Linked DNA regions of Mus musculus: regions 2, 3 and 4 are each linked to region 1. Evidence: chromatin contacts called from public promoter capture Hi-C data. All regions are on one chromosome and are shown on one strand. The core of a region is the stretch at or near the end of the contact, and the rest is flanking DNA. Distances in the headings are between cores, read along the strand shown. Region 1 holds the start of Mettl24 (methyltransferase like 24). Region 2 overlaps Fig4 (FIG4 phosphoinositide 5-phosphatase). Region 3 holds the start of Smpd2 (sphingomyelin phosphodiesterase 2, neutral). Region 4 holds the start of Zbtb24 (zinc finger and BTB domain containing 24).

What was found. Promoter capture Hi-C pulls out the DNA fragments that hold promoters and counts their contacts.
Region 2: a contact with region 1 is called in a promoter capture Hi-C map of liver, with 4 times the contacts expected there. The contact joins the enhancer-like site here to the promoter of Mettl24 in region 1. A contact is called at or near these places in 9 of 39 promoter capture datasets (the 3T3-L1 cell line, 3T3-L1-derived adipocytes, cranial neural crest and 4 more), 2 of 115 datasets of contacts at active chromatin or transcription factors (embryonic basal ganglia and embryonic hindbrain) and 1 of 9 other capture datasets (adipose tissue).
Region 3: a contact with region 1 is called in a promoter capture Hi-C map of stem cell-derived epiblast-like cells, with 2.9 times the contacts expected there. The contact joins the promoter of Smpd2 here to the promoter of Mettl24 in region 1. A contact is called at or near these places in 3 of 39 promoter capture datasets (the SN4741 cell line, embryonic stem cells and stem cell-derived epiblast-like cells) and 1 of 115 datasets of contacts at active chromatin or transcription factors (embryonic stem cells).
Region 4: a promoter capture Hi-C map of stem cell-derived epiblast-like cells shows a contact between it and region 1, with 4 times the contacts expected there. The contact joins the promoter of Zbtb24 here to the promoter of Mettl24 in region 1. A contact is called at or near these places in 8 of 39 promoter capture datasets (the 3T3-L1 cell line, cranial neural crest, embryonic stem cells and 3 more) and 1 of 115 datasets of contacts at active chromatin or transcription factors (astrocytes).

What each region holds. Positions count from the first base shown.
Region 1 is chr10:40,681,888-40,684,587 of GRCm38.p6, forward strand. It overlaps Mettl24 (methyltransferase like 24), which reads left to right and starts at 1,395. Exons shown (of 5, transcript NM_177793.3): 1 at 1,395-1,777. The coding sequence starts at 1,469.
Region 2 is chr10:41,259,327-41,262,026 of GRCm38.p6, forward strand. The region is part of intron 10 of Fig4 (FIG4 phosphoinositide 5-phosphatase); the gene reads right to left. Among named protein-coding and RNA genes, the nearest start is that of Fig4, 43 kb to the right of the region's middle. Within about 2 kb of position 1,410, at least 19 of the 459 cell types and tissues checked have an H3K27ac peak or open chromatin away from gene starts, as enhancers often do. A contact at or near this core is called in liver, where this site is marked.
Region 3 is chr10:41,488,906-41,491,605 of GRCm38.p6, forward strand. It overlaps Smpd2 (sphingomyelin phosphodiesterase 2, neutral), which reads right to left and starts at 1,435. Exons shown (of 10, transcript NM_009213.2): 1 at 1,078-1,435; 2 at 559-655; 3 at 370-446; 4 at 26-119. The coding sequence starts at 1,127. Ppil6 (peptidylprolyl isomerase (cyclophilin)-like 6) reads left to right here and starts at 1,534. Exons shown (of 8, transcript NM_028430.1): 1 at 1,534-1,716. The coding sequence starts at 1,576.
Region 4 is chr10:41,448,951-41,451,650 of GRCm38.p6, forward strand. Zbtb24 (zinc finger and BTB domain containing 24) reads left to right here and starts at 1,408. Exons shown (of 7, transcript NM_153398.3): 1 at 1,408-1,580; 2 at 2,139-2,700. The coding sequence starts at 2,170.

The DNA of each region.
Region 1 (2,700 bases), core at 145-2,644:
TGTGTATACTTTCAAGCATAATAAAACCTCCAAGCCCCTGAGGACCGGTGATGGCCAGGGAATGCACTGGATTAGGCTGATAAGTTCTGTGACTGTGGGGAAACAGGTTTAATGCTCTCTGACAAAGAATAATTCTGCCAAAAAGGAATGGGAATCTCAGAGAGCAGAGCTCCCTATGGAAAATCCCAACATTCAAATGAGGAGGTGGCCAGACTTCATTCTAGATCTCTGTTGTCCGTGTCGCAGGCTAGGGAGAGAGACAACCTACATAGAAGCATGGAAAATATATCCATATGTGTGTGTATGTGTGTGTGATGTGTATGTGTGCTTGTGTGTGTGTGTAATGTGCATGTATGTATGCTTGTGTGTGTGTGTGTGTGTGTGTATGTGTGCGTGTGTGTATGTGTGTGTGCGTGCATGTGTGTGTTGGGGGTGGGTATCTGGCCATGGTTTAAAAAAAACAAAAGAATCCCAAAGAACCTGAATGTAAATCTAGAAATCAATGTCACCCTAAACAGGTGGAGGGAAAGAATCCTAACAAAAGTGGGATACCAACCCCATTTGTGAGTCCAAACTATGAGCATCTAGATTTCTTTAATTAAGGTCAAGGTGACAATGGCAATCCCGGCTAGGGAGCGTTTTGCCCAGAGATAAATATGTCCCTCTGCATTTCTGCCAGGCAGCAGGGAGGTGTGTGTTTGGAGCTAAATTAATTTGATTTCCAGCACTCCATGGTAACTTCTGTTCCCTCTTTCCCGCTGTCAGATGTCTTCGCTGGCTGTCTCCCTTCCCTTCACCCCCACACATTTCATAACACCGAGGGAGAAAGCATGGGCTGGCTTCGGGCAGAATTTAGAAACTGAATAACTAATTTGATTCTTCTGCACGGAGTGCTATTCTCTCCTCTGTACGGAGTGCTATTCTCTCTCTCTCTCTCTCTCTCTCTCTCTCTCTCTCTCTCTCTCTCTCTCTCTCTCTCTCTCTCTCCCCTTGAGGGAGAGAAGTTGTAAACCTGAGCATAAGTATGATTATTTTTATATCATGCTTAGTGGCAAAAACTGCTTGACAACTTTTTCTTTGGGGCCAAACCTGGCGGCTCACCTCTCCTCTTTCCTTGTGTCTAATACTAACACCAACAAATGAAGTCAAAGCTCAGGCGCCCCGGAGGAACGTGCTCTATTCTGACTCTGGCTCTCCCCACTAGCCAGACTTTACAGGCTGGTCACACCTAAGGACACCCAGCCCTGTTATGGCAGCCTGGGTGCACGCCTAGCCCACCGCCCCTCGCTCTTCCTGCTGCGGCTGGGCAGGATAAGGTTACGCCGGGGCCTCCCCGGTCGCAGGGAAGAAGGCGGGCCGCTGGGGAGTTGCCACAGTTGTCAGCCCGGTCCGTTGGGAACGCTTCTCTGCAGGCGGCTGGGAGCTGAGGGTGGGACCCAGAGCACAGCCGGAGGTCGAGGTCCCCGCCATGGCCACTGTCAAGCCTCCCGGGCGTGGTTGTGGAGCCCTGCCCCGGTGGCTGCTCGGTGCCGCGCTGCTTCTGGGCCTACGGCTTTGCATGGAGTTGCGCCACGCGGGCTCGGGACCCCCGGGCCGCGGCGATTCCCCAGGGCCACCCCGGACACACCTACTGTCGGCGCCCGGCTCCCCACGCGGAGCCAGAAGGAGGCAGGTGACCTACGTGCGCAGTGGGCGCCGAGTGCTGCCCCGGGGTGGCGGGAGCACGACGTCCCCAGAGCCGAGCTGCTGTGCCCAGGGCGGGCTTCTCCGCAGGAAGGTCAGTTGCAAACCATGCAGACATGGACCTTGGAGTTGAGCCTGCACCCAGATGGCGCTAGGGAGCCTTCTGCTCAGGCCACTGGGACCTCAAGACTCTTCTATTTCCTTCTAGCTGAGCTCTCCCTGGAACTTTCTGTAGTCTCACTCAGTATCCCTATAGAATGAAGTGGAATTGAGCAGGGATCATGCAAATTCAACTAACGTTTGCTGAGCGCCTACTGTGGCAGACCTCCTTCTAGGAAAGGAGCACCAAGCAACCACACCCATTTCAGCAAGGGAGGGGGCGCTGAAAGGGAAGGAGGCATGGCTTGCCATTGTGTTTTCCCCACCCAGGCCTGGACAAAACCGGATGGGTAGACACTATGAAAGGCTCATCCAGGTGATGGTCAAGATCTGCCTTCCAGTAGCATCCAGACACCGCCCCCTTCACCCACTCCGACCCCAGAGTCCCTACCCAGCAGTGGGAACTGGCACCGGGTGAGAAGCCAAACCCATAGCACCACTTAGTGGGAAATAATCGGATGCTCCAGGGCCAGATCCTTGCCTTGTTAACTTCCCGCACTTCATTGAGTAGGTCAGTTTAAACCTCTGGTTGTTGAAGCCTCACCTTACACCTTCTTTTGGGAGCTCTGTGGTACCTAGGACTGAAAAGATTAGGAATTGGATATATGAGCTTGCCACATCCTTACACCTGCCACTCTTGCTTCCAACTGCGGTGCCATCCTCCGAAGCAAGGCTGGCTGTGCTGCCTGGAGTCGGGTTTTTCTTGATGGCATCTGAGCACCCAGCCCCCACCTGCGAGCTGGCCCCTGCATTTACCAGCCTGCTCTTCCTTTGGCTCCTCTACTCTAACACCCCCACTACTTTCAGTGATTTTCTTCCCCCACTTTTATATGCCCTGCGCTCAGTCTTCCCACATGG
Region 2 (2,700 bases), core at 160-2,659, 580 kb after region 1:
TTTCAATCATGGTGACTGCTTTCCAATTGTCACCAACTGGAAAATAACCATTGTGGAAACAAACAAGGGTATTTTTTTGCACAGCTGATAAAAAAAATAGAGAAATTATATAAGACATAAGAACAGAGAATTACCGATCATCCTGAGCATCAGCGGGCCCCAGAGAGGGGGTGCCCACAGAGGGAGGGACTCACAACAAGGCAGAGGGGCAAAGGAAAGCATGTTTCTTCTTGGCAACCTCACACAGTAGCCATGTGAGAGGCAGACACAGACATTCCTTGATGGTTTAACCACGACCTTCCTCCAAGTGAGGACAAGCAGCACCTGCTTCATCCTCTTCACAGAGTAGCTCATGACAGGGCCGAGGGTGTAGCCCAGGTAGCTCATGACAGGGCCGAGGGTGTAGCCCAGTGGCTGGGCTCTGGCCAGGCATGTGAGAGGTCCTAGGTTTGAACCTCATTATTAGCCAATCAAATGGAACCTTATCATTCCGTTGACTCTCTCTAAGAGGTGCACACAGATTGCAAGCATGTGCTAGCACAGAGACTCTCTTACATGCCTGTCATCCTGTCTCAGTCCTTGCTCTTAGGTTCACATTAAAAATCTTCATTAAGACATTTTCTTAGTAAACTCTAACATTGCTTCATTATTTTGTTAAAAAGCCACATATGAAAAGACTTTCCTGTTCTATGAAACAGTAACTTAATCTCTAATTGCTCTCTAGTTTGATTAATTGGAAAGCACAATTTAAATCCCCTTGCTAGTCTCAGTAAACACACAAAGTAAAAAAGCATGAGGGAATCAGAAAGCTGGGGAGAGAAAAGGCTGATCCCTGCAGCCCGCAGCAAACACAATATGCAGACAGCTGGTTTCTGTGCTGCCGTCTCCTGCAGCAAGCCCAGGGCTCCCTCCCCTTCCCTGGCCACTCCAAGGGAACCCAGCCTAGCTTTAGAATGGCACTACCCATAAAACTTCCCCTTAATGGAGACATCCTGAGGCACCAAACTCTAGCACGAGACATCCTCCCCTTTGTATCTCCAGAAACCAACACTCTTCCAGATAAACTACGAACTCTCCAGGTGCCTGTCCTTGAGACCTCAGAGAAATAACAAACTAAGGAGATTAGGGCCCTGCATTTAAATCATGGAGAAAAGGTAATCAGAGGTCACAGACAGTTACAACCTGCGATAAAATTAGTTCCTGATAACCCCACAGCAGACACTCATTAATCCCCCTCCCAGCTTCAGTTCCGATTACAGCCCTCCACTCCCCTTTTCTGTGAACTTTCAGGGGATTCCTAACTATACTATACATAAACCCAGTGCTTTCCACACTCAGACATTGTTTGTCAGCATTCACCCTGTGAGTGCAGTGCAGGACATGTGATCCGAGTTCAAACTAAAAGGCTCTTTTGCAAGTTGCAGCTGACTTCAAAGTTCTTGGGCTCATCTGGGTTTCCCTTGAACTCAGGGCATAACAACACCAGGAGACCAAAGTCCACCCTCAGAGTACTAGGACACTAGTAAGTCCTCTGGACTCACATTCTATAAGATCCATGCAATCCGACTGCACAGTGTAGATCATCAATGTGTCCACTTTTGGTTACTTCCAATTATCCTTCCTCATGCCTTAGACCCTGCCCCTCCACCCCCACCCCCACCCCCGCGCCTGCCTCTTTAACCACAAATACCCTATACCTTATGCAAGAGAGGGGGCTCTGGGGCTAGCTTTCCTGTCTCCACATGCTTGACCACCTTGTAAATAAATGTTTTTGTAAAACTCACTTCAAACTACACTGGCTGATGATAGGGAGGCAAACCAGGCTGGGTTCAGTTACAGGCATTAAGTAACATTTTTAATGTACATAATTAACACAGAATTCCATGAAGTATAGATATTCAGGGCTCCATTTACAAGAAGTTTTCAATTATACTCTGTAAGGCAGGAACAAGATCCACTCATCTAGAGGTAGGTATTTGTTCCACTAATAGACCATCACTCTCTGCTTTGCTGTTAATTTGCTTCTATACTACTAATCTATACTTACTGGAGAAGCACTCATACTTATCACAGTTTGTACAATCCCAGGGACTGAAACCTGGGCCTCACACGTGCTCACCAGTGCTCTAACACTGAGACACATCCACCCCTGGCCTCCTTGTACTCAGGGACAGGGTCTCACTAAGCTGCTCAAGCTAGACTAAAATTCACTCTGCAGCATAGGTAGGCCTTAAACTTGTGATCCCCCTGCCTCTGCTTCTTGAATAACTGGAATGATAGGCCTGTACTACCAGGCCTAGCAGCAGATGAACAAATGTTTTCATTAAAGTTTTCTACCTTAATTTTCAAACTGTGTACATTACTGCTACTTTTCAATGTTGAAAGTTATAGATTATCCATTTCCAACTTATATTACCCCAAGCAGCCAGGGAATGAGACATGAATATACAACTTCTGCATTCATGAAGACAGTTGTGAAGCAGTCCTTGGCTGCATGTGATCACAGAAACCGAAAGGACACAACTGCTTCGTTCTCTCCCTCATCTCCCTTGGTTTGTTTGTTTGCTTCCTTACTAAGCTAACATTTGCTAAGCAACCTCTCAGAATAATCTCACATGCACTATATTGCTGGCCACTGCTGTGTATTATGTATATTAATATACATAATATAGTAAAACCTTTATATTGATGTTTTCAAGG
Region 3 (2,700 bases), core at 185-2,684, 810 kb after region 1:
GCAAGGATAGGGAAGAGATCCTTACCATGTAGGGGTAACCATTCAGACTGTAGACATGCTGGAAGATTTCCTGGATTGGGTGTTTGGAGAACACACAGAGGCCACTGCCTATCATCCCGCTGAAAACCAACTCTTGCTTAATAACCAGAAGAGCAAGGAGGGGAGTACCCAGCCAGCCCTCTTCCCCTCCGCGGTCTCCCAGCTCTACTGCTAAGATCAACCCCAGAACAAAGCCTAAGACAGCAGCCCTTGCAAGATGAGGGTGACGGCCTGCTCTTCTCACACCCAGAGGAAGAAGATCGAGGGTGCAAGCAAGAATGTTGGAGAGCTTCCTCGTCTGAGAACAGGCTGAGAACACAGGCTTTTCACCTTCTGAAGTAGTGTGCATCTGGATAGGTGAGCGATAGCCTTTGCCTTAGGTACTGGAAGTCCTGCTCACTCCACACCTGAGGAAGAAGGTGAGGATACTTGCTTGGATTTCATCCCAGACAGAACAGTTTTCCTGCGCCGCCTGCCGCCTGCTGCCCTCCTCCAACCTAGCCTGCCCTACAACCTCACCTCCTCCAGGAGAGCCAGATCAAAGTTTTCCAAGTTCAGAAAGTCTCCCAAGCGCTTCATGCGGTCCGCCCTATGTTTGCTCAGGTAGGGGATGTCCCTAAAAGGGGTGGAGGACGCAGGGGGCAGAAGAGATGGGTCAGCAGTTCAATTTCCAGCAAGCACATGACAGCTTACAACTGTCTGTAACTCCAGTTCCAGAGAATCTGGCACCTTCACACAGACATACATACAGGCAAAACACCAAATGTACATAAAATAAAAGTAAATCATTTAAAAGGAAAGACATGGGCCAGGTTTGGGACGATTACTGCTGTCATCACCTCAGCTTTGGATGATAGGGACTTTGGTGATTGCTGCAACCACCCAAGCTCTGGTCTTTAGGCGATGTGGACTTTGGTGGTTCGGGAAGGACAGGGTCTAGCTCGGCTGAAGAAGACCTGCTTCCTTCCTAGGCATGTGCGAGAGGGGACTGGAAGGTGGCTCCGAGGCTGCAGCCCACGCCTGGGAGCACTTACTTACCAGCAGTTGAGATTGAAAACTCTCAGCCGTAGAGAAAAGTTGAGCTTCATGGCTGGAGTGCTTCGGAGCAAGGGCGGCGAGGCGGATTGCGCGCACAGGCTTATTGCCCTGTCCTGCGCTGCCCCGACCCAGGAACGCGAGCTGGTTGGGGGTGGGGGGCGACTCCTGCGTTACTGGGACAAAGGCCGTCCTTCCACCCGGAAAGAAGGTCGGCTGCAAATCCCGGGCTGGCTGCGCGAGGCCGCCGGCAGTCCTGGAAGGAATCTCGGGTGGACTGTTCCAGATTCTTAGGTCCTTCGGTGGGTTCTCCGCACCGCGGCCTACAGGTTCCTCCCTTGTTCCCGGCTCGGCTTCCACCAGCAACAGGCTTGAAGTTGATGCGAGGCCCCGCCCACGAACTCACTCAGGTCCCGCCCCTTGCGGGCGTTCGGGGAGGAGCCACGCGGTTGCCCTGGCGACTCGCACTATTTGTGTTCCGGGCTCTCTGCTGTCCCTGCCATGGCCACCCAGCAGCCGTGCCGGCCCAAGTCGAAGCCCCCAGCATGTCACGTGCGGTTGCCGCCCGAGCCGCCCCTGAAGCTGAAGGTGGTGGGGCTCTTCAAAAGCTCCAGCTTTCAGGTGTCAAAGACCATCGCTGAGGTAACCCCTCGCCCCAGACGCCGTGCGCACCTCAGCCCCCTGCCGCGGTGTCGCCTGCGCTGGCGGGCGGGGGTCCACGTTCTGTCCTAGGGCTGGATGGGGGCATAGAGAACAAATGCTGGTCGCAAGGAAGGGCGACCTGGAAGAGACTCGGAGCGCGAGCGAGCGTTCGCGGGGATCCGTATTGGGAAAATGGTAATTTCGGAACACCTATGCATGGAAATGCTAGTTCACGTGAAATTTTTTATTGGATTATGGATTTACAAAATTCAAAATTACGGGAAAATATTCAAAAGCTCCAGCTTTCAGGACCATCGCTGAGGTAACCCGGTGCCCCAGATACCACCTCAGCCTCCCCGCCTCTAGTTTAAAAAAAAAAAAGAAAAGAAAAGAAAAAAACACTTGTGATTTTTTTTAGTACTTTAATTTTGGAAGGGCCTTTCCTTTATAATTTCTGTAGTTGTTTCTGCATTTTAGCAGAATCAGATACTTTTCAGATTTTTAAGAGATGTCCCAGAAGTGCTGTGAAGAATCCAAGTATGAATTTGTAAACATGTAGAATGATATTTTATGCACCAGGAAACAAACAAATGTAGCCAGGTCAATCATGCCGCAGCACGCCTGCTACCTGGAAACAGGAAAAAACCTGGGGGGTACGGTGGTGAAATACACGCAGCCCTGAGCCAGCAACTAGTTTGTTTGTGCTTGTTTTTTCCAGCTGGAGAGCAAGGGCAGTAGAATTCACCCTCAGAACACACACACACACACACACACACACACACACACACACACCCTTGCTTGCTCTAGCATCCAGAGTGAAAGTGCTGTCTTGTGTGTGTGTTGGAAGATGAAGGCTTAGTGCTTGTGTTTGTTTCTTTATTGGGTTTTTTTTTTTTTTTTGGTATTTTTGAGACATGAACCAGTGTCTTACAGCTAAAGTGGCCTTCCTTCCTTCCTCCCTTCTCTCTCTCTCTCTCTCTCTCT
Region 4 (2,700 bases), core at 158-2,657, 770 kb after region 1:
AGCTCCGAGTGACACTCTTACCGATAACCAGTTTCTCCTTTAAATAGCAGCTTATTCGATAAATTTGATCTAGTTTTGGCTCTGTGGAGTTTTTATTGCATTGTTTTTACTGCAATTCTTTCAGCAGAAAACCAAACAAAAACCTATGTGAAAGCAAAGTTGAAAGACTGACCCTTGTTCTTTCTGTCTTTTTATCATTATTATCATTATCATTATTATTATTATTTTCCTCTCGGTGCTGAGGGCAGAATCCAGAACCCAGTGCTCTATCACTGAACAAAATCCCCAATCCCACAACCACCCTTGTTCCTTCTGGAGTGCAGAAGTCAAGCAAAGCTCTCCTGGCATCCCACTCGGACGCCCACATATCTGACCGATTTCGAGGGAGCTCTGGATAGAGTGCACTAGATAACTCTGTAAAGATAAGGGGGAAACCACAGAGCTCATACCTGTGTGGTATGAGCTGCTTTTGTGAGACCCCAACTTAGAGCGTTTCTCCCTGGAAGGTAAAGCCCCTAGACGTTCCCCAAGCTTGTTTTCCCTGATCTCTAATGCGGAGACACTTAGGGAGACACTTCGTCCTCAGCTAGCTGATAATAAAACCTCTTGCAGTTTGCATCAGGTGTGGTTTTCTCTCGGGACACTGGGGTGCTGGCCAGCTCATCCCGGGACTTGAGCGGAGGCCCAGCTTTGGGGGTCTTACACTTTTAATAAAAACTAGTAAGAAAGAAAGAGTCCGGCTGGTAATTCCATCTTTAGTTTCCAAATTGTGGGCAATATAGATGGCAAATTTATAATCTGGAAGTGGACAAAGTAGAGATAATTAGGTACACGCGATGCATAAACGCTGAGCGGAAGCTGCTGGCACAGTTGGAGTAGGTCCGGAACGAATCTGAGCGGGACTTAGGAGCATTGGTCCGGAACACAGAGCCACAGCAGATCCTACCCAGGTTTTTATTTAGAGAACTCTCCCATACCCATAGGTCTCAGAGGGAGCGACACTGTCCTGAGACAACTGAAACCCTCAATAGTCTCTCAGAAGTGCCATAAATCTAAATAAAAACAGCGGTCGTTTCGGTCTTTTTAGCCAAGCCAAGCACTTACTAAGCTCATTCTAACCGTACCAGGTAGGTTAACACCTCCATTTTATGGATAAACACAGAGCTGAGGATGAGTAACTTGGGAAGGAAAGCGAGGAAGAGGATTCATTCAGGAGGTAAATATCTGCTGATTGAAGCCACCGCCGTCTTTATGCTCAGCATCTAATCAGCGGATGTGGTGTCTACTGAGGTCTAAAGGAAACTCAGCGGGGTAACTGGAGGTAAATTTCCGCAGATTGGCAGGTTTCCGCACCAGACCCTCCCTTTCCGGATTCCACAGCAAAGCCCGCCCTCGGGGCGGGGCTCCGGGGTCACGTGATGCTACGGCCCTTGTGCGCGCTTCCGGGTTGACAGACGCCGGGAGTCCGGAGCTACAGCGTAGTGGTGGCGGGGGCGGGGACCGGCGACAGGCCCGGTTAGTGCCCTCTGGGCAGCCGGGTGGGCTGACCGTAGCAAGTCCCTGCGGGGCGGCCCTGACAGGTAGGTCCGCGGCCGGTTGGTTCGGCCCGGGGCCTTGGGCCGCGGAACGTCCGCGGGACTCAGGCCCCAGGCCTGGGACGGAGCTCCGGGCGCCGCTGCTCAGAGCGGGGCCTCTGAATCCGCGCGTTATTTCACCGTAGATCTCCCTTGCGTGGGTTCGTTCCCATATTTCTCATATATGTTCCTATAGTCGAAACAGCTATTCCGTGTGTAGCATCGAGGCAGCACACCCCCAACTCCAACTTTGTGCCGCCACACTTTGAAAGTTTAATTACAAAGTTAACGGACCGGAGGGCCGTACAGACTTTTGAACCCGTTCTCTAATTTCCAGAGGAAATTCCCCACCGTAAGAGGTTATGTGGGTACTGGAGAGGCATCCAGCAGGGTAGCCGCAACAAGGGGAGGAACCCAAGGCTTGGCTTTCCAAGTAGAGTGTAGAAGGTGATAATGTAAAAAAAAAAAAAAAAAAAAAAAAAAAACTGGGTTGTGACAGCTGGAACACGAACAGTCTAGTTAGGCAATACTTCTTCCTAAATAAACATTGATTTTTTATTTCAGATTTAAGCCTCTTCAGAGTCTTCTGGAGAAAATGGCAGACACAACCCCGGAGCCTTGTGGGCAGCTTATGGTACACTCAGACACTCACAGTGACACTGTGCTGGCCAGTCTGGAGGATCAAAGGAAGAAGGGCTTTCTTTGTGATATTACTTTAATCGTGGAGAATGTGCATTTCCGAGCCCATAAAGCCTTGCTGGCCGCCAGTAGCGAGTATTTCTCAATGATGTTTGCGGAAGAGGGCGAGATTGGCCAGTCTATCTACATGCTGGAAGGCATGGTTGCAGACACCTTTGGCATCCTGCTGGAATTTATCTATACAGGTTATCTACATGCCAGTGAGAAAACGACAGAGCAGATCCTGGCTACTGCTCAGTTCTTAAAAGTCTATGACCTGGTAAAGGCATACGCAGACTTCCAGGATAACCATAGCGCCCCAAAGCCACCAGCTTTGAACTGCACTGGGACGCCAGTGGTGGTTATTTCCAATAAGAAGAACGATCCTCTGAAACGGAAACGGGGAAGACCAAGAAAAGCCAATGGTTTGCAGGAAGGGAGATCAGAA